Regions from separate parts of the Sus scrofa genome. Here region 1 is linked to region 2. Evidence: chromatin contacts called from public HiChIP or PLAC-seq data. All regions are on one chromosome and are shown on one strand. Each heading gives the region's core, a stretch centred on a gene start, on an enhancer-like site or on the middle of the called end of the contact. The rest is flanking DNA. Distances are from core to core; before and after follow the strand shown.

What was found. HiChIP or PLAC-seq counts read pairs in DNA pulled down with a chosen protein or histone mark.
Region 1: an H3K27ac HiChIP or PLAC-seq map of alveolar macrophages shows a contact between it and region 2. The contact joins the promoter of RNF138 here to the promoter of TRAPPC8 in region 2. A contact is called at or near these places in 1 of 5 promoter capture datasets (liver), 18 of 47 Hi-C or Micro-C datasets (adipose tissue, alveolar macrophages, blood and 9 more) and 2 of 2 datasets of contacts at active chromatin or transcription factors (alveolar macrophages and skeletal muscle).

What each region holds. Positions count from the first base shown.
Region 1 is chr6:115,925,026-115,931,620 of Sscrofa11.1, reverse strand. It overlaps RNF138 (E3 ubiquitin-protein ligase RNF138), which reads right to left and starts at 4,600. Exons shown (of 8, transcript XM_005665330.3): 1 at 4,577-4,600; 2 at 3,781-3,963. The coding sequence starts at 3,890.
Region 2 is chr6:115,784,960-115,791,099 of Sscrofa11.1, reverse strand. TRAPPC8 (trafficking protein particle complex subunit 8) reads left to right here and starts at 4,432. Exons shown (of 29, transcript XM_021096212.1): 1 at 4,432-4,981. The coding sequence starts at 4,825.

The DNA.
Region 1 (6,595 bases), core at 3,351-5,850, 140 kb before region 2:
CTAAAGTAAACATTCCAAAATTAAAATGTGACCATGCTGCTTTCCTGCCAAAATTATTCAATAGGTCTCTATAGCTTTCAGGGAAAAGTTTAAATTGGCTTACAGAGTAAATTCCTGCCAACATCTCCAAGCTCATCTCCACTACACCCATCTTTTGACTCTAGCCAAATTGTGTAGTCCGTATAGTCATCTTCTGTAACCCCTCCTCGCTTCTGCATATGCTGTAAACCTAATCAGGGTATTTCCCAACAAACCCTGAATACTAATTCTGACCTAAAGTATTACTTCATCCAGGAAATTTCTCCTATACTCATGAGATGATTTAGATACCTGCTCTCAATGCTCATAGAAAATCTCCCCCCTCAATTTCTTCCATAACAATCACAATTACATATAGGCCTTCTCCATTAGACTATGGACAGTCTCCAGAGAAAGAGCACTTTATGTATGTCTCTCTACTTGACATACAGAAGGCCTTCAACAATTGCTGTTTGAAGGAATGAACAAGGATTAAATGGGAATTTATATTCATATAAAGTTATTCTAGTAACAATGGGCTTGCTCCTTTTACTAGAATGGGCAAATCCTTTACTGTTGTTAAAATGGAACAGGGGCCCAAAGCTCTTGTCACATCATCTCTCACTACCTACGAGCAAAAAATTGATTTTGCAGCTAAATCTGAATTTGTTTAAAGGCACAGGTTTGTCCTTTGTGAAAAGAGCAAATGACATTGTAAGCTACATTATTTAAAAGAGAGTTCTGGAAGTGATCGTTGTGGCTCAGTGGTTAACCACTCTGACTAGGAACCATGAGGTTGTGGGTTTGATCCCTGGCCTTGCTCAGTGGGTTGAGGATCCAGCATTGCTGTGAGCTGTGGTGTAGGTAGCAGACGTGGCTCAGAACCTGCGTTGCTGTGCCTCTGGCATAGGCCGGCAGCTACAGCTCCAATTAGACCCCTAGCCTGAAAACCTCCATATGCTGCGGGTGCGGTCCTAGAAAAAGGCAAAAAAACAAAAAAAAAAAAAAAAATTTTTTTTTAAATAAATAAAAGAGAGTTCTGAAGTTCCTGCTATGGCACAGCCAAAATGAATCCTATTAGGAACAAACCATGAGGTTGTGGGGTCAACCCCTGGCCTTGCACAGTGGGTTAAGGATCCAGGGTTGCCATGAGCTGTGGTGTGGGTGGCAGACACAGGTCAGACCTGGCACTGCTGTGGCTGTGGTGTAGGCTGGCAGCTGTAGCTCTGATTCAACCCCTAGCCTGGGAATCTCCGTATGCCCTGGGTGCGGCCCTAAAAAGCAAAAAAAAAAAAAAAAAAAAAAAAAAAGAGTTCTATTTCCCCACCAAGCATCTTCCAATCATTACCATTACCACCCCTCCCATATAAAACGTTTTCTCCCTCTACTTGAATTTATGGTTCAGCCAGAACCTTAGAGCAACTGTATATGTGTTTGAAAGGGGGTAGTACAGGTAAAGGAGGGAATGGGATGGGGGAAAGTGAGTAGTAAGTGTCCATTCCTCTTAACAAAATCTACTCCATGTTTCACTTCCATATCATAGCCCAAGGAGATGGACTTGAGAAAAGCCCTCAATAATCATCTCCACTGTCTTCTCCATAGCCTTGAGGTCAAGCTAAGCCACAATCTCATTTAATAAAATGTCTCAAAAGGGAAATGAACTAGAGCAAAGAGCATGGAATTTTGAGGGGAACTGGAGATTACAATGAGTTCTATGAGGTCAATGACCCAAAGGATCATTGAAATGATGCTGTCCAGAAAAGACCTACTTCCTCACTTTGCCCTCCTTCTCTTCCTTTCTTTAACCCACTGACAGCCCAAGCACAGAAAAACCATCAAGTTATAATAATGAACACTGACAGATTAAAGACCAAAAAATGTGTGTATATAAATATACGTATATATAAATATCTCAAAATATTTTTCTAACAGTCTGCATTTGTTGCACCAAATGATATATAAATTCCAAATTGTAATTTGTCTTTCACAAGCAGCAAAAATGTAACTGGTAATAACTTCTATCATGAAAAGTCACATACTCTTGGAATTCCCATCATGGCGCAGCAGAAACAAGTCCAACTAGGAACCAAGAGGTTTTGGGTTCGATCCCTGGCCTCGCTCAGTGGGTTAAGGATCTGACATTGCCGTGAGCTGTGGTGCAGACTGCAGATACGGCTCAGATCTGATGTGGCTGTGGCTGTGGCCTAGGCATGTAGCTGTAGCTCCGATTGGACCCCTTGCCTGGGAACCTCCATATGCTGTGGGTTTGGCCCTAAAAAGCAGAAAAAAAAAAAAAGAAACAACTGTATGGAAATCCATGCTTAAGAACCTCAAATTCAACAACCCATTCTTGGAGTTGCTATTGTGGCTCAGCTGGTAACAAACCTGACTACTATCTATGACGATGCAGGTTCAATTCCTGGCTTCACTCAGTGAGTTAAGGATCTGGCGTTGCCGTGAGCTATGGAGCAGATGGCAGACGCGGCTGGGATTCCACATGGCTGTGGCTGTGGCTAGGCCTGCAGGTGCAGCTCTGATTTGACCCCTAGCCTGGGAACTTGCATATGCTGCAGGTGTGACCCTAAAAAACAAAAACGAAAAAACAAAAGAAATCCATTCTTTACAAAGTTAGATAATCTACCGCTCCCCTCATAAAGTCAAAGGAGAAACCAATTTTAGAAACTTGTTCGATTCTTTTCAGCTATATGAATACACACAGAACTTTCAAGCCTGAGTGTATATTTTCAGACAGAGATTTCCAGGCCTCACCCGCCAGAAATTCTTTTATAAGTTTGGAATGGAGCCTGGGAATTGGTATGTTTACTTAAAAAGTTCCCCAGGGACTCCAATCAGCAGCCAGGTTTGTCAGAAGTGCTATATACCTTTACAAGATGGGCTCTTTCCAACCCTTACTGACATCCTAGTAGTCTATAAAATTATCAAAGTTCTATAAATGTGCCAAATCGAACAGCACCAGGCCACCTTACTGAATCCCTTTGTGTTCCCATCACCTCTGGGGTTACTGCATTAATTTCAGTTCATTCCTCACAACAGCCGTCTTCACCTTTGTAGTAACCAAGTAATAAGCAGAGGAGTAAAACAAAGGAAAACTATCACTCCAATACCCGGAAATCCTGTGAGTTCTAACAAATGAAGGAGGCAAACCCATTCTAGCTCATTCCAACTAGTACTGAATGGTGAACGCATTGAAACACATTCAAGGGTGGTCTGTGAAGCAGGGCCGAGAGGTTAAGTTAGATGAGACCTCATGGATCAGAAAAGAATGGGCCAAGGTTCTTGAAAAGTGAAACTTGAAAGCGGGGCCGGTCGCGAAGCGGGCTGTGCGGGCACATCCAGCGGGTTTTGACACTCGACACCCCAGCCTTCACTCAGGTTGCTAGGAAACAAAAAGGCTCCCTGTTCCCTGCACCCCTTCCCGGGGCTGCCGGAGAGGAGAGGGGCCTCGGGGCCCGAAAACGCCACGGGGACCGGCCTGGGCACTGCCCCGGGGGCGCGAGGACGGAGGAGCCCTGGGGCCCGCGAGCTCGGGCGGAGGGGCCGGGCGCAGGCACCGGGCCGCGAGTTCAGAGGGAGGGCGGCCCGGGGCTCCGACTGGCTGGGAACGGGCCCTCAGCGCCTAGCGGCACTCCGGGAGGCCGCCTGCGGGCTCGCGTCCCGCCAGGCCGCAGCCCAGGGTCCGGGGCTGGATGCGGGGCCTAAACGACCACCCGGTTCGGCGCGGGGGAGGGGCCGTCTACTCACACGTGCTGACAGGCCGCGGTCCGCACGGGCGTTTTGAGCACCTCCTGACAGACAGGGCAGTAGAAATCATCTTCGGTGTAGGACGTGGCCGCAGAGAGCTCCTCGGCCATGGCGGGGGATGGGGATGAAAGCGATGGCGGCGGCAGCGGCCGAGGTGGCGGTGGCGGCCCGGGGCCCGACTCCCTGCGCGACCCAGAGGGGGCGGGGAATCGCGTCAGGAAGCGTCTCGAGTCAGGAAGGGGGCGGGCCGAGGCGGGGTCGAGACAGGGCGGGGCCGAACGCCGAGACCCTATGGCCGCACGCGCCAGGCGAGGGTCGAGCCCAGGGCCGCTCCTGGCTCAGGGGCAGGCCGGGAACGCGCGCCGGGTAAGAGGCCGCAGATGAGAGGCCGGCGATTGGCCGGCCTCACGGCTGCTTCCACCGGAGCCAGGAGCCGCCCCTCTCGCCCGGGAAGGGCGTCCCCAGCCCGCGGCCATTCCCCCGCCCCCCTCAGGCCACTCCGTTACCTGTCTCCACGCCGTAGCTGCGACTCCGCCCTCAGCCCTCTTCTGCGCGTCCGGCCTCCCTTTCCCTGACTTCTCAGTTCCTTTTCCCCACCCCCACCCCGAGCCCCCCGCCCCCCGCCCGCGCAGCCGCCTGCTCCTCACCAGGTTACCTACCCTTTTCAGCGGCGCCCCGCCCCGCCCCCGTCCTAGCCAGCCCCCGTCCCCTCCCCCGCCCGGCCCGGCCCCGCCCCGCCCCCTCCCCTCCCGCCCCTGCGTTCAGATTGAGTGGACGCTCACTTAAGAGTCCGTACTTAAGAGCCCCGCAGTCTGGCGGCTGGTGATGCAGGTTCCCTAGCGAGTGTTGGTAGGGAAACCCGGCGGCGTCCTCGGGCTTTTTGTCCAGCCGCTGCCTTTTTCGCAGCCGAGGCCGGGAGGGGAGTGGCGGGGGAGTGCGCAGCGCTCATCGGCCCGACACGGGGCCGGGCCCGAGGCTCATGGTGTACCGGGGTCCCACCGCCCCCTCCAGCAACTCTCCCGCGGCATCGCGCTGCCTGCAGCCTGCCCAGCAGGTCACCGAACAGAAGGGAGCAGCGAGCGCGGGGACTGGGGGGGGGGCGGCCTCCATAGCAACCGCCGCGTGCCCCCTGAGGCAGCTTGCGACATAAACAGCAGGATGCTCACCTGTACCCCCAGCCTCCCCACTGGAGGGATCCTATTTCTCACAACGCCTATCAAATATATTGGGTTTTTCAGGATTTTTCCCTGAAAAAATATCTTATGTTAAAGATCTGGTCCTTACTGTTTTCTGTTGCCAGAATGTTTTGATCATGTCAGGTTGGGTTATTTAAAATCCGTTATAGGATTTTAATCCTTTAGAAAGGAGAATTTTTTAAAAAATCTTTTTGCCTTTTTTAGGGCCTCTCCCGGCGCATATGGAGGTTCCCAGGCTAGGGGTCTAATCGGAGCTGTTGCCACCGGCCTACACCAGAGTCACAGCAACGCGGGATCCGAGCAGCGTCTGCAATCTACACCACACCTCGGCAAAGCTAGATCCTTAACCCACTGATCAAGGCCAGGGATCGAACCCACAACCTCATGGTTCCTAGTCGGATTCGTTAACCCACTACGCCATGAGGGAACTCCTAGAAAGGAAAAATTTTAAAATAAGCCCCCTTTGAGAGGGTTTCAACTTTTGCCTTTAATACAGTGTGCCTGACAGGTTACAGTCGTAGATGCGGTTTTCCACTAACATCTTTGTTTTTTGGTTTTTGTTTACAGCTTTGAAGAAAAATTAAGTAGAAGTATGGATCTAGGCATTTCACCGTTATTCGCTAATTTAAATTTCTTAATGGGTCCTTAATTTCCAGATACATACAGATGATAAGTCTGTAAGATGAGGTCACAACCTTATGAACGGAGCTAAAGAAATGGAACATCATAAATCATCCTCATATCTCTTCTGAAAAGAAAAAGTTTTCATTACCATAATTTGTTAAAACTTTCCACTGAGGACTAAATGAATCATCAGTAGAAGCCATTGAAACGCCTAGTTAATTCAATTCTGTCCTTTATTGTCTACGTTGTCCTTGGCATTATGTTAGATATTATGCAGGTGTCATGAACTTTACTCTGAATTCATTTAGACTCTTGGATGTCTATAAAAACGAAAGGACAAAAAAATCGTATTTAGTAAAATACTACATTTTTCATTGACAGTGACTATAATGAGGAAAGGAAGAAGAGCGATTGGATTTGTATGGACTTAGAGAAACCTTATGGAGGAATTGGACTTTGTTTTTGTTATAGTCGACTTACAATGTTCTGTCAATTTCTGCTCTACAGGAAAGTGGGAAATGGATCCTGATGTCCACCTTAAAAAGACATTTCCTAGGATAATACTGAATTATTTGTCCAATAAATAGCAAGTTCCCTCCAAAACCAAACTAAAATATTTTGTATTTTTCCCCCTTTTCTCCCTAGCAAAATCAGAAGCAAAGCAGGAAGGCTAACTTTAGCTTCAGATTTCTTGGGAGGAGGAACACTGGATGAGAGAGGTATCTAATAGCAGTAGGTGGCATGTGGATGTTCCCCAGCCGGGGATCAAACCTATGCCACAGCAGTGACAATGCCAAATCCTTAACCTGCTGAGCCACCAGGGAACTCCCAGCTTTCACATTTTTTTTTTTTTTTGGTCTTTTGTCTTTTTAGGGCCACACCTGTGGCACATGGAGGTTCCCAGGCTAGGGGTCTAATCAGAGCTCTTGCTGACGGCCTACGCCAGAGCCACAACACCAGATCGGAGCCACGTCTTCGAACTACACCACAGCTCA
Region 2 (6,140 bases), core at 3,183-5,682:
AAAACCAAGCAGTAATATTATTCCCTATCTTAGAAGCATAAAGGAGAAAATACGTATAAAAGATTTTTACTTGCTGCCGATTAAATTAGACAAAGATTTATATGGGGCTTAAATATGTATTGTAAGTATAAAATAGAATCATGAGCTTTTAAGTGCAAAACTGTGGCTATGATTCATTCCTAAAATAACCAGGAAATGGATACCATCTGTTTTAGTCAGAATTTTAATGATAATAAGTTGATTTAAAACATCCAGTACAGTAAACAAAGTAAAAAGTGTAGGTCAATATGTAGATTATATATTTAAATCTTTCTTTTTTAGTGTTTTAAAGTAGTAGGCTATAAAATCTTTGAACATAAGAAACATTTGGGAGTTCCATCATGGCTCAGTGGTTAGCGAACCTGACTAGCATCCATGAGGACGCGGGTTGGATCCCTGGCCTTGCTCAGTGGGTTAAGGACCTGGCGTTACCATGAGCTGTGCTGTAGGTCGCAGATGCAGCTTGGATCCCAAGTTGCTGTGGCTGTGGTGTAGGCCACTGGCTACAGCTCAGATTAGACCCCTAGCCTGGGACCCTCCATAAGCTGTGGGTACAACCCTAAAAAAAGACAAAAAGACCAAGAACAAAAAAACAAAACAAAAAAAACAAAACACCAAAACCCACAAATAAATAAAAATAAAAAAGAAACTTTTTACAAATTGAAGTTCGGCTGTACATAATATTGTGTTAGTTTCAGGCATACAGCCTAGTGATTCAGGATTTTTGCACATTATATTCCATTGTAGGTTATTATAAGATATTGGGTAGGTTTCCCTATGAAACAGTACATCTTTGTTGCTTATCCATTTTATGTACAGTGGTCTGTATCTGTTAATCCCATACCCCTAATTTGTCCCTCCTCCCTTACCTCTCCCCCCTTGGTAACTATTAGTTTGTTTTCTATGCCTGTGAGTCTGTTTCTGTTTTGTATATACATTCATGTTTTTTAGATTCCACATAAGCTTGTACATAAACTTTTAATGAACAAAATTTCTCAGCACCCCCAACCTCCAATACTCTGATGTACAGTTAGGTTATCTTCTATGTGAGATCCATGTACTTTATGTTTTGTTTTGTTTTGTTTTTTTGCTTTTGCAGCCAATACCCAATAGCACCATCTACTGTTAACACAGTAAAATTTAATAATAATGGAAATAAGAGCAGACTCTCAGATCTTCACATTAAATTAAAATGAATACCGGAAATCTTAGTTCCAAGTTCATAAACTTACAGATAAAGAATGCGAGGCACCTCTGATTTCCGTGTCTGTGTTCTTTAAATTTGACCACACCAGACAGCAGAAGAGACTGGCAATGTCATACATGCAAAATAAAAAAAACCATGATCATTTGGTAACACAGTGTTTCAAAGTATAAGGCTATTGGCATAGCATACATTTTACAGGATTCTTTGATTCTGGGGAGAGAAGGAAGCTGGGGCTCATCTTTACTACTTGGAAAATAGGTTCTTATTTGCTTGTGTTATTGTTATTATTTTGTCCAGCAAGCTTCCTCTCTTTTAGTGACAGGCCCTGTCCTCTTGGCCTTGAGGGTGGGCACAAGGCCAAGGCCTGGCCAATCATAGCACTTCATTTTTCCTGGACAGAGTAAATGGTTGAAAGGACATGTGATGCAAAAAAGGTCAATGTCCAGAGGAGTCAGAGAAATGAGAGATGTGATATCTTAGACCCTAGGTAAAATTATCCTGCAGGGTATCTCATTCCTAAAAAAGCAGGGTGGAGACTCTTGACGGTCATCTCGTATTCATTCTCCTCTTTGTTTAGCAACAGAACTCTCAAGCCTATATTTTCCAGTCTCCTTAGGAGATAGCTGTGACCATGAGACTTGGGGGGGGGCAGTGGAATGTGATTGAAATTGTTGAATGCTATTTCTACAATCTGATCTTAAACCATTAGTCACATACTTTTTCATTCTCTTTCCCCATTCCTGTAGGCTGCAAAGCAAATGTGGCAGTGATTCCAGTTTAATCTTTAGGGGAGGACACTTTATTTATTTATTTGTCTTTTTGTCTTTTAGGGACGCTCCTGAGGCATATGGAGGTTCCCAGGCTAGGGGTCGAATCGGAGCTGTAGCCGCCAGCCTACGCCACAGCCACAGAAACGCGGGATCTGAGCAGAGTCTGCGACCTACACCACAGCTCACGGCAATGCCAGATCCTTAACCCACTGAGCAAGGCCAGGGATTGAACCCACAACCTCATAGTTCCTAGTCAGATTCGTTAACCACTGTGCCACGACGGGAACTCCTAGGGGAGGACACTTCAGAAGATGAACACTTTAGATCATTTAGGATAGATTAGGAAAGAAATGGATTTTTACAGGGAAGTCATTCATTGGAAACACTGTATAGATGTGGTGTGAGATGGTAAAGTCAATGCATAGGACAAAAATTCATTTAGGCTCAGTTGTAAAAAGGAATGAAGTACTGATTCATGCTATGATATGGATAAACTATGAACATGATGCTAAGTGAAGGAAATCAGACACAAAGGTCACATATTGAATGATTCTTATTTATATGAAATGTCCAGAATAGGTAAATCCATAGAGATAGAAAGTAGATTAGTGATTGTCAGGGCCTAGAAGGGGTATTAGGATGAAGAGTGACTGTTCGTATGCACCAGTCTTCTTTTTGGGGTGATGAAAATGTTCTGGAACTAGTAGTAATGGTTGTGCAACTTTCTGAATAAACTTAAAACCACTGAACTGTACATTTTAAAGGAGCGAATTTTATGGTACGTGAATTATATCTCCAAAAATCCATTCAGGCTAAATTACCCTTGGAGAGTCTTTCTCAAAGAGTCTAATATAGCTAGTTTTACATTCACTGTAAAAAATACATTGCCTTTTTAAGTTTTGAGTTGCATAATAAACAAAGTAGTATGCTTGCATTGGGGAACCCTGTTACCAAAAAAATATATCTTATAACTTGAGTTATACTCTGTTGCAGGAGATTCTCACATTAGAAAGGGTAAGGGATGGAGTTCCCTTGTGGCACATTGGGTTAAGGATCTGGTGTTGTTACTTCAGTGGCTTGGGTTGCTACTGTTGTGTGAGTTCCACCCCTGGCCCAGGGCCCAGGCCAAAAAAATTAAAAAATAAATAAATAAATAAATAAAAATAAAAAATAAAAAAGGTAAGGGATATATCTGAAGTATTCAAAAGGGAATATGTATACCCCGGGGGATAAGAAAAGAATTTCCAAGAGGTCCTCAGGCACAGATAAGTTTTAAGGGACTGATTTTCCAGATCTTCAACTTGCACATGTTATCTTTTGTAGACTGATCTGTGGCTAAGGTGTCATGTCAGTATATCCTACTGTCCTTTCCTACATCCCATTTTTTGATTTATAGGAAAAAGGCATACTTATCTGCCATAAATTCTTACCATGGTAGAATATTCAGGGTGCCAAAAAATCCGACAATCTGTGATATAGTTGTTGGGGAAGCGTCCTTTAAATCAAGAGCCATAAAACCATGACAGAGTTCCATTTTTCCTTGCCTTATATTTTTAGCATATAGTTCTGAAGGAATCCAATCAGTTGAATGATATAGTAAACTTCCTTTCAATCACTTATACATATTTTGAGGGAAAAAAAATCTATAAAAATGAAAGCTAGCAAGAAGCCAGTCAAGCTTTCGCTTGGCACGTAATTACTGGCTTTCCACTTTCATCACTACAAAGTAGTATTTCAGTAGAGTGTAAAAAGGAAGCTGCTGCGGAGGATCAGGTCGGATGTCCCCAGGCACACACGTTCTCTGAGACCAGCAAGACTGCAGTAGCGCAGGAGTTTCTCTTACACTCGGGTTAACTGCAGCGCCCACAACAGCACACATTTCTGCTCACTGCTTGAGTCCCCATTCGTGGTAACCTTTTCTAAATGCTTTCTAAAAAGCATGGCTGTGTTCAAAAGATACGTCGGCCTCTTCAGGCCGGATCCAGAGAAACCCCCAAGAACTGGGAGGACATGGGGACCTCTTCCCTGAGCAGGTGCCCCTAGTCGCTCCACTATGAGCGTGGGAAGGGCGGGGCCAATGGGCAGGAAGCAGCGCGAACAGCCACATCACTTGCCCACTGTTTCCAGGGGAGGCCCCCTGGGCGTGGAAGGCTTACGAGCGCCTCCACCACTGTATCATCACGGATCACAAGCGTCTACCTACTGACTCCCGGTCGCACATGGAGCGGCTTTGCCAAGCCAGACCTAACGCTGCGTGCCTGTCTGCCTAGCCCCGCCCACTGCACTCGTAGTCCCCGCCCTAGCCCTGCCTAGTAAGGGACCCACCCGTCCCACTTCCGGCGCCGGCCTCCCTACAGGCCTCGGTCGCTCTTTTACTTCCCTCTCCCCGCTCTCTTTCTCCGCCCCTATCGCCTCCTTTGACACTGTCACGTGAGGGGCGAGCGCGGGGGCTGATGGGATAAGTACGCCGGTGGGTCAGGGTTCGGCCTCAATATGGCGATACCGGTGGGACAGTGACCAAGGCTTTGCCGTCGGGAGGATTAACTGGCGATTGTCGGCGTCTCCACTTATCTGGGTGGAATGCGAGGACGCCGGGGCGAGTGCTGAGGAGCGGCGGTGACGGGGAGGGGTCAGTGGCTGGTGCCCCGGGAACCGAGGAAGCATCTGTTCCTTCTATTGGTTTCAAGGCTTTAGTGCCGGGCCCCGCCCGGCCGGGCCAGGCTGGCGGGCGGCGGCAGTAGCTGCTGCAGCCGCTGGATCAGCCTCTGAGTGGGCCGAAAGGCGGACGCCGCCGCCTCTGCCGTGGTGATGGCCCAGTGTGTACAGTCGGTGCAGGAGCTCATCCCGGACTCCTTCGTACCCTGTGTCGCCGCGCTATGCAGCGACGAAGCCGAGCGGCTCACTCGTCTCAATCACCTTAGCTTCGCGGAGTTGCTTAAGCCCTTCTCTCGCCTCACTTCCGAGGGTATGTGGTCTCCCTTTTCACTGAGCTCCTGCAAAACCGCGGCCGGGAGAGGGAAGTTGGGCGCGGGTGGGGAAGAGAACGGCGATGTTTACATCCAGGAGCCGGTAGAGTGGCGTCGGGCTGGGGCCCCTCTTTCTCTCGGGCGGCCGCTGGAGGAGGGGCCAGGGGAGAGGTTGTCAAGACAGCGTGGTCCTAACCTCCAGCTTTTCTAGGCACTTCCCAGACAAGTTAGACTGTTAGGTAATTCGTGTAAAAAAAAGAGTGGGCCCAGAGAAGGGCAGTGAGACTGTTTCTGCGGCCATAGGGAGGGAATTAGGAAGTTGCAGAGAAGGTGAGAGTAAGATCTGCCTGTTAGACGTTTGAGGTCTTAGTAAAGAAGACGAATCATCTTCCCCTGGGAGTTAAACTGGGCTTTCAAAGTTGTCTTGAGTAGTATTACATTCTTTAGTAGTGAGGCTCATCCTTTTCTAGACTTATGTTTAGTTATTTTACTTTTTTCTTTTCAACATTTAAATGTGTCCTTAGGTATAAAGTATTATAACTTCTCAAGAAAATGAGAAGTATTATAAAAGTAATGAAACTTGGAACAGCCTTTTTTTTGCCTGATGAACTAGGAAGTAAGGACAAGTTGTAGTTAATTTAATCGAGATAGTTAGAGTTATCTACATTTATAGGAATGGAAAAGGCCTGACATTTGTTTTTTCCAGATAAGCGTTTAATCACCGGGAGAAATGTCTTATTGAAGAGCTACCTGGTTTTCTCCAGCTTTGGATTCTTTATTAGGGAAAAGTAAGCGTAATATTAACTCCCAAATGTGGTTTAACCAGTATCTTTACCTCCACTTTGCAAACAGGACATAGCAAAGTTTAGGTGAAGTTCTTTGTAAGAACTTTAAATAAAAAGTTTCTATAATAAAATAAACGGGCCTATAATAAAGCTGTGTTGAGCCAACGACCATGATTTTTTTTGGTTATGGTGACTTCTCCACAAAAAAACAATGCTGTGCCATAAATTTATGTATTTACATGCCACAGGTGTATATTCTTTTGTATTTAAAGGAGAAAGGGAGCTATTAAAAAAGAAAACAAACCCCACAACGCTTTGAAGAGTTCCTGTCTTGGCAAAGTGGAAACGAATCCAACTAGGAACCATGAGGTTG